Regions from separate parts of the Mus musculus genome. Here region 2 is linked to region 1. Evidence: chromatin contacts called from public promoter capture Hi-C data. All regions are on one chromosome and are shown on one strand. The core of a region is the stretch at or near the end of the contact, and the rest is flanking DNA. Distances in the headings are between cores, read along the strand shown.

Region 1 (3,935 bases), core at 1,016-3,515:
CTACCTAAGCACATATACACATCTTATTGTTGTATGTCTCTGGAGAACCCTGGTATGATTTACATCCAACATTGCTTGTTAATCCAGTCTCCAACTGCCCTGTGCTTGTCATTGAACCCTTGACTCAGGGCAGTGGTTTTTTCTCGGTTATATTCAGCCCTATCTAGAGACACTGTGGGTGTTGTGTGGGTAGATCTAGTGTCTAGAGCCCAGACATGTGTTCCACATCCTGTAATGCTCAGCATCCTCAACCTTAAAAATTCACCAAACCTAACCTCTCAACAGTTGCCAAGGTTTAATAAGCCTGACTCAGACTTGGCTCTGGGGAAATACAAACTAAGGCAAGAATTAAATGAAGAAATTGCTAGACTAGGAAAAAAAAATTCAGAAAGTTAAGTTTTGCAGGCAGGAAGTAGCATATAGGAATGCCCATATTTGTAGACAAGGGACATTAGCAAGCCAAGCTATTAGGGCAACTTAAGAAATGCATTTAATGGGTTGTATTATTGAATGGGAACAAAACCCATGGGATTCACCTCTGCTTGATCAATTGCCACATGGAGAAACCAGGATTGATGAAGAGTCTAGTAAGATGGTTGACAACAGTCAGATTCTTCTGGGGGTGTTCCAAGAATAAACTAATGTGCTCCAGGCATCAGCCTCACAACTCACATTTTAGCAAAACAAGGACTGATTGTTTAACAACATTAAGTTCCATGGCAGTCCTAAAAGGTCACCGTTGACAAAAGTGCATGTGTGAATTCCCTGGTTGGCATCTGCATTCTTCCATTTTCCTTCTCCAGAGCCTAATTCATCTTTAAACACCCCAAGAAGTGAGCCTGTGTGGGGGAGACGTGCAGGAAAGTGCTTGTCATTTGAGCATGAGGGCTCCAGAGTTCCCTCTTCAACAGCTGTGTAACTGTTGAGAGCAGTGGAATACATCTGGGATGGTGGCACTGCAAGGCAGACAGGAAGATCCCTGGGACCTGCTAGCCAGCCAGTGTAGCTTGCTCAGATTCAGTGAGAGACCTTGTCTCACAAAATAGTATAAAGAATGTCTGAACGAAGAATAATACCTGCTATCAAACTCAAGGTGTCACACGCATGATACACAAGAACATACACACACAGATGAGCCCGATAGCATCTTTACGTGCTGTCTAGGAAGCACAACCATGCAATTTCCACATGCTAGTCCAGGAGACCTCTCTGCTGTGAAGTCTCTTGTGTCTCCTGAGCTGCTACAACACCCCACAGAGCACTGAGTTCTCTGGGTGTCAGAACTTAACAGACACTGTTGGGTGTGACAGTATCCTCTTCCCGCTCTCTGTTGTTCATTTACAGACAACCTCATTGCAGAGCCTTCCCTGGCGTCTCTGATAATGGGGTTGGATCCAGGGCAGAGAAGTGGGGCCAGCAGTTGGTGAGAAAATAAGTGACAGTCAAGGAGAAGCCTCCAAGAAAATGCTTCTGGCTGCCGTGCTAAGGCTTGGATTGATCTGACGCAGGGAGGCTCTTGGAGAGCTTGGGTATTAATGTGCCTAATTGTACAGCTTCCATGTATGAAGAGGGATCCTGTAGGGTGTACAGTCATCTGAAGCTCATGGGGTAGGATCGACGGGAGTTCAGCCTCGTGCCCTGTACAATATGTCGAGTAGAAGAACATCACAGATTAAAGCTCCATTTGTGTCCCTGAAAACACCAGACACTATTCTGGGACGGTAACAATAGCCTCGTGCCACATGATCCCAAGCCAACATGGTGCTTGCACGGAAGCATATCAGAACCTGTGGCTTTATAGATAACATTTGAAAAAAAATACTTGAAAGAGGAAAAAGTCAAATATTATATTTAGCTTTGAAAGCTCTAAGCTGAGACCCTTGTAATGAAAAAACCATTGGATTTTATTCTAATTTTATCTCTGTTAGGAATCATAGATTTGGAAGCATGACTTCATGGTACTGGGCCTTACTTTCCTCAACTTTAAAATAAGGAAATGTGCAGGAACTGCTCCGAGAGTGGTCCTATTAAACACTCTATTAAAATATCAAGACGCCGTATCATAAGGATACTTGATTTGGGGGTAACACTGGAAGCTGAAAAAGAATGATGGGAAATGAGACAGGAAAGAGACCAGACACCAGTGTCGTGCTCTTATGGGAAGATCTGCTCTGTTCTTTGGGGGTCGTCTGAAGCTGCATGAGAATGATGTAGGAATTTACCCATGAGGCACTGGGGATTCTTTGACAAATCCAACTGCCTTTCTCTGGAAGGGTGTATCTAGGACATCAGCCTACCCACAGTTCTGGGCTGCGTCTGTTACTGCCTTGCTTACCCTGCCCCCCACCCATAACTTCAGAGAAAGGAAAACGGACTGAGCCTCAGCACCCACACACCATGGCTGCCTTGAATCCAGGTGGGCTGAGCAGACCAGGCTTGGTACATCATAAGCGACACATTTATGTTAATTAGCCAGAGCACATTTACATCTTAATTTAGTGAATGGGAGAGTAGCAGGTGCACTAAATGTTTCTGTAAGCCTGGGATGAAAGTGAAGACAGTAAGTAGAAAATATAGTTTGCAAGACTGAACTAGAAAATCCTGTTAAGGAAGTGGGTTGGGAAGAGAGGCTAGACAGAGCCCAAGAGTAAATCAATGGGGAATCCCTGCTTTAGAATTACCCCTGTTTTGTCTCAGAAACAAATATAAAGTCAGAAATCAAGTGTGCCTTTAAATAGGTAGATAACCACAAATAAGTGTAACTTCAGTAGCCTATCAAGATAAATTGTGTTTAAGGCCCAGAATCTCACTCAGGGTATAATTTTTAAAAGGATGGAGCTAATTTAGAGATGCTGCGCATATATGCATAGGTCAAAGCAGGTATACAGTCGGGTCAAGGACTAGAAAACTGAAATTTTAGCAATGCATCCAATTCTACTTACATGGTTCCTCTTTCCTTCCGTTCACCTTCTCTCCGTGTGTGCATGTGTATATGTGTGTGCGTGTGTACTTGTGTTGTATGTAAACAATTATGTGGATGTATGTGCTTGTATATATAATATACATCCACAGGAGGAGGCCAGTGGGGGACATGAAGTATTTTACTTTACCACTCTCTGCTTGGCTGACTTGAGACAGGGTCTCTCACTGAAACAGAAGCCTATTGTTTTGTCTAGGCTGTCTGTCTGGTGAAATCTGTCTCACTACACCCACTCCTTTCAACATGCTGAGGTTGCAGACATACATAGCCACGTCTGACTTTGGATATGTGTACTAAAGATGCAAACTCACGTCCTCATGCCTTTACAGCATTTGGTTCTAACACACACACACACACACACACACACACACACACACACACACACACACACAGAGCTGCCAACACACATAGCCTTCCCGCTTTCAATCTTTCCAACGAGAATTTTCCATGTTCCTCAAAGATCATGTTCCCAAGAAAGGAATCCACTGACTATATGTTTCAAGTCACACCAGACCACAAGTCATAAATTTTTGGTAATGGCACAGATAGACCAAGTTCCCATCCTTTGTCCAATTAGCTGCTACCAAGAGCAGGGTCACAGGGAATGTGACACACTCAGAAGGACTACAATCAGAATAGAGACTCATCAATGAAAGTGAGTGTGAGTTAAGTCTCAAACCTGTTCAGGTAGGAATTCTTCATGACCAATAGAAAACAAAGAATTAAATGTTCATTTTCCAGCTCCCCCGTCTCATTGATACATGCTTGAATAAATTTAAATTTTCCTTGAACCAACTATCATCCACTTACCTGTGAGACCTTCAGTTAGTAAAACAACCTTTGCATGTCTTAGTTTCACCTTCCACAAATGGTAGAAATAATGTGTGTCACTAGGTGAAAGGATCCAAGCTTTGATGACTAAATCAAACCCGACTTGATGCCTGTTGTGATAAGT
Region 2 (3,909 bases), core at 1,123-3,622, 250 kb before region 1:
CTTTACTCTCTTGGCCTGTGTAACCTTAGATACCAATTGTGACCATTTACTCTTCTAATTTCTCTCCATGTAAATAGAAACTTTCACCCCCCTAGGCAATAAATGCGACCATCCTTGATGGTTCTGGAACATAGTTCAGGATGAGACAAAAATCCAGTCTTGGTGTGAAATATTCTCAAGACTGAAAAGGCTTTTTGGAAGAAGCACATGGAAGGGGGTGGGGGGCAGGGGAAATGGTTTACATTTTCTCCTTGCAGTGGCCCTTGGAGAACAGAGTTATTCCCTTGTTAGCATGCTGTCATTCAGGGAAAACAGATGAGAGCCGGCCTTCCTCGCTTAGAGGGGATTTATACAGGCAACCCACATTAGTGTTAATGGCTGTTAGACGAGCAAAGCCCAGCCCTTCAACATGATAATACATAATATACCCCTTAATTTTTAATTCACCCGGGTCTCAATTTTAAAGCATTTTCTTGTAGTTTGTCCTAATTATAATCATTTTTAATGACAGCTTAAAAATTTCATCCAACTGTCTTATCACATACGGTACTTAATTTCTCAAGTGAACAGTTTCACTGTACACCATTCTGGGAATTTTAAGAACTAAAACATAAAAGGAAAGAAAGTCCTTTGTATGGTGAAACTAGATGTTAATTGTTCTAATATACATAAAGAGACCAAAGCACTTTCTGGAAGCTGGGGCTGGCTTTCCTGCAGAGCCCTCTCCAATGCCTTTCAAGGGAGAGTCTTAAAACCCCAGGGGAGACAAGAAGAAAAGGATTTCTGCTCACTTTGCTGGGTTCTGCCAAAACTCAGAACCAGGCTTGAATATTCATTGTTGTATTCTACGCGTTAGATGGATGACTCCTGTTTGCTCAGATGAAAGTGAAACTACCCAGCCAGGAGAGATAGGGAGCGGACCACACCTTAACCATCTTGGCCCGCCCGCCCGCCCGCCCGTGGTCATTTCTCAGGTTGTTTGAGGCAGACTGAATTTCCCAACACCTGATTTCAACTTTATTTAGTTATTTCCCCAGACAGAGAGCTGCAACAGCAAACTTCTGCAAGTCTACAAAACAGCTCTGCAGATCCCCAGGACTCCTGGCACAAGGGTCATGCCAATCTTCCCGTTTATTGACAAATGATAATTATACATTTCTATGGGCTACACTGAGATAATTTGATATACACAATAAGCAATGGTCAAATGTGGGTAATTAGCACTTTTTCTCTTCTTAAACATTTATCATCTCTTCCTTGGAAAGTGTCTGACTCTTTGAGTAATAAATGTTACAGGCTACAGTTGACTAGTGGGCTCTGAGGCCCTGGACAGTCAACCAGGTCATGACAGTACCACTGTTAAGACGAGTGGCCGTTTAATGTGCTCAATTAGCTGTTGGGCTGAGAGGAGTCACTGCCTCGTCACTGCCTCTTCCACTTTAGATAACATGTTCTAGGAATTCCCAAGGATTGTCAAGCCCCTGCCTCTTATTATTTTTGGAGAAGCTGGGAGTCTCCAGAAAGTGTGTATTGAGCCAGCAGAGGCATTTTCTATTTTGCGTTGTAGGGCACACATTCCATTTAGGCCACTTTGCCTTTCCGCTTCCTTGGGTCAATCCACAGATGGGAACTGATTTGACTGAAACACACACCTTGGCTTGTTGTGATTAGCACTGAGGACATATTGCAAAGAACAAAGGGGAAGCTTGAAAGCTGAGACATTGACCTTGTTTAAAACGACCTCTAGAATGAACCGCTCTGCATGCTGTCTCGGATGGAGGCAGGGGCTCGTAAACTTCACTGTATATATTGCAGTCACCTGGACATGCGGGGGTGGGGGTGGGGAGAAGGGAATGATTATACAAAGTGTGCATTCCTCCGTCTCCTTTCTGAAGATCTGGATTCAGCCAGGCAGAGAGCCACGTTTAGTTAGATCCCTTCCAGAGACTTCCATGAGAGGGATAACCTGCCTTCTATGGTTCTGAGTTGCTTATTACAAACCAAACCAATTGTAAGAACAAGCAAAACAAACCTCAACAATGCATTTTTTTATGGACAGACTAGAAGAGAAAGATGTCTAAGGAACTTTACTTCTACTACTGGCGCATGAACACAGGGCCTTGCACATCCTCAACTACTGGGCTATGCCCCAGCCAGCATAACAATATTCATATGCTCCCCTAAAACATTGTCTATACACATATAAACATGGTTGATGTACCAACCCCTCTCCCATGGAGGTTTAACATGGTATATGATCAGGTGCTCGATCCTGGGAGTTTTGAAGGAAAAGCCTGACTGGGCCCTCTATGATTTGGGTATAACACTCTTCATCTACTGTAACTACTGGGGAAGCAGCTTTCTCCTCCCCCTGACGTGAGCCCCTGTTCCAGATGGCAGAAAGGCACGGGCGCTATTTCCGTGTGCTGCGGTCTGTCTTCACTTCCTTTTGGTAAAGGCCCAGTTTTTTCTGGGCACTGCATGTAGGGACCACACTGGGCTACTGGGCTACGGTGTGTTGCTCCCATACACTGTCCGGCCCAGACATTCCTTAGAGGATTTTAGGCTTTGTAGTGTAGGGATGTGAGCGCAACATTTGCCCGAATGAGTGCGCTCCAATCGAGTGCCAGATGGAACGAAGAATGCGGGCGCAAACATTTCTCTCTTCCCCACTCGTTTTTCTTTTTTTTTTTTTTGGATGGATGCGACTCCCCCATCTCTGTGTATATGCAGTCTGTTTTGACTTCTTTCTGAGAAAAGAAGAGGTTTTCCCATGTGTTTTGTTTATGGTCAATATCAAGATCCACAGAGGTGCGCTTCAATGGTTCAGACTAGGCACATGAGAGTAACGGTCACTTCTCAGTTGACACATGCCTCCGTTTTAGGAGTAAAGTCTGGTGACAGCTGTTGCTGTCTCCTCCCCTTCCATTTTAATTGAACTCACCTGGGGAACTGAATTCAAGAGCCTGTCGTCACCCAGTCCAAATGGGAAATTTAGTCTCTCTTTAGCTTGGCTGGACCAAGGAGTATCCTTGGCTCTCTTCGAGGAAGGGCAATATACAGCCACTAAATTACTAACTTCCAAATATCATTTTTTTAAAAAAACCTTAACAATATTAAGGACGTTAATACCCAACGGTGGGAGGGTTTTGTGACGGTGGCATTAAGCCACTTGCACGGAGGCTCCATCACAGGTACTGTTTCCTATCTGAAGAAAGCAACTAGCTCAGGGTTTGTGCGCTCTCAGCGTTGCTGCAAAATCAGACTTTTGAGAATTTTACGTCGCCTTGAATTGCTTTTTAGCACAGTCTACAGAAGTAAAAGTTCTAAATCTGCCTGGTTACAGACAAACCAAGTAAAAAGCCAGCTTTGTACTGGCAAAGCCTCGCTACAGGAACTGTTTCAAAAGGCAGACTGTAACAATGTGAAAGAGGCAGATTGTAACAATGTGAAAGAGGCAGACTGTAACAATGTGAGAGCAAAGTATTGTTCTTTATTGAATGCATGAAACAGGCTGTCATTGCAAATGAGGCTGTAGGAACACTCAAAGGTCACATGAAGTGCCAGATCCCTGGTGTGGCAGATGTCCTGCTATATGGGTGAAAATGTTTACACACGTATGTCGTGGCTGGTGGGCTTGTTTACACACACATGTGTAGATACAGGCTCTATTTTCCGTAAAAGTTCACTGATCCATTGCAAGTTGATTCAAGATAATATCTACTAAAGTTCTCCAGATGGCCAGAAATTCTTGCATTTTTCTAATGAGAAATATAGGATAATAAAACATATAAAAAGAAATCTAGATTTAGAGTCATACAAGCCTTGTATATTGAGAATTAAAACAACCAGATCTAGTTACATGCTAAATATACTCTGTATACGCAGTGTTGTCACAAAACACAGAGA

What was found. Promoter capture Hi-C pulls out the DNA fragments that hold promoters and counts their contacts.
Region 2: a contact with region 1 is called in a promoter capture Hi-C map of hippocampal neurons, with 3 times the contacts expected there. The contact joins the enhancer-like site here to the promoter of 4930595L18Rik in region 1. A contact is called at or near these places in 6 of 39 promoter capture datasets (the 3T3-L1 cell line, cranial neural crest, hippocampal neurons and 3 more), 1 of 15 datasets of contacts at CTCF or cohesin (the NIH/3T3 cell line), 1 of 484 Hi-C or Micro-C datasets (nephron progenitors) and 1 of 115 datasets of contacts at active chromatin or transcription factors (regulatory T cells).

The regions. Positions count from the first base shown.
Region 1 is chr6:98,550,434-98,554,368 of GRCm38.p6, reverse strand. 4930595L18Rik (a long non-coding RNA gene) reads left to right here and starts at 2,265. Exons shown (of 3, transcript XR_869302.2): 1 at 2,265-2,416.
Region 2 is chr6:98,798,099-98,802,007 of GRCm38.p6, reverse strand. No RefSeq gene overlaps it. Among named protein-coding and RNA genes, the nearest start is that of 4930595L18Rik, 250 kb to the right of the region's middle. Within about 2 kb of position 2,372, at least 10 of the 459 cell types and tissues checked have an H3K27ac peak or open chromatin away from gene starts, as enhancers often do. A contact at or near this core is called in hippocampal neurons, where this site is marked.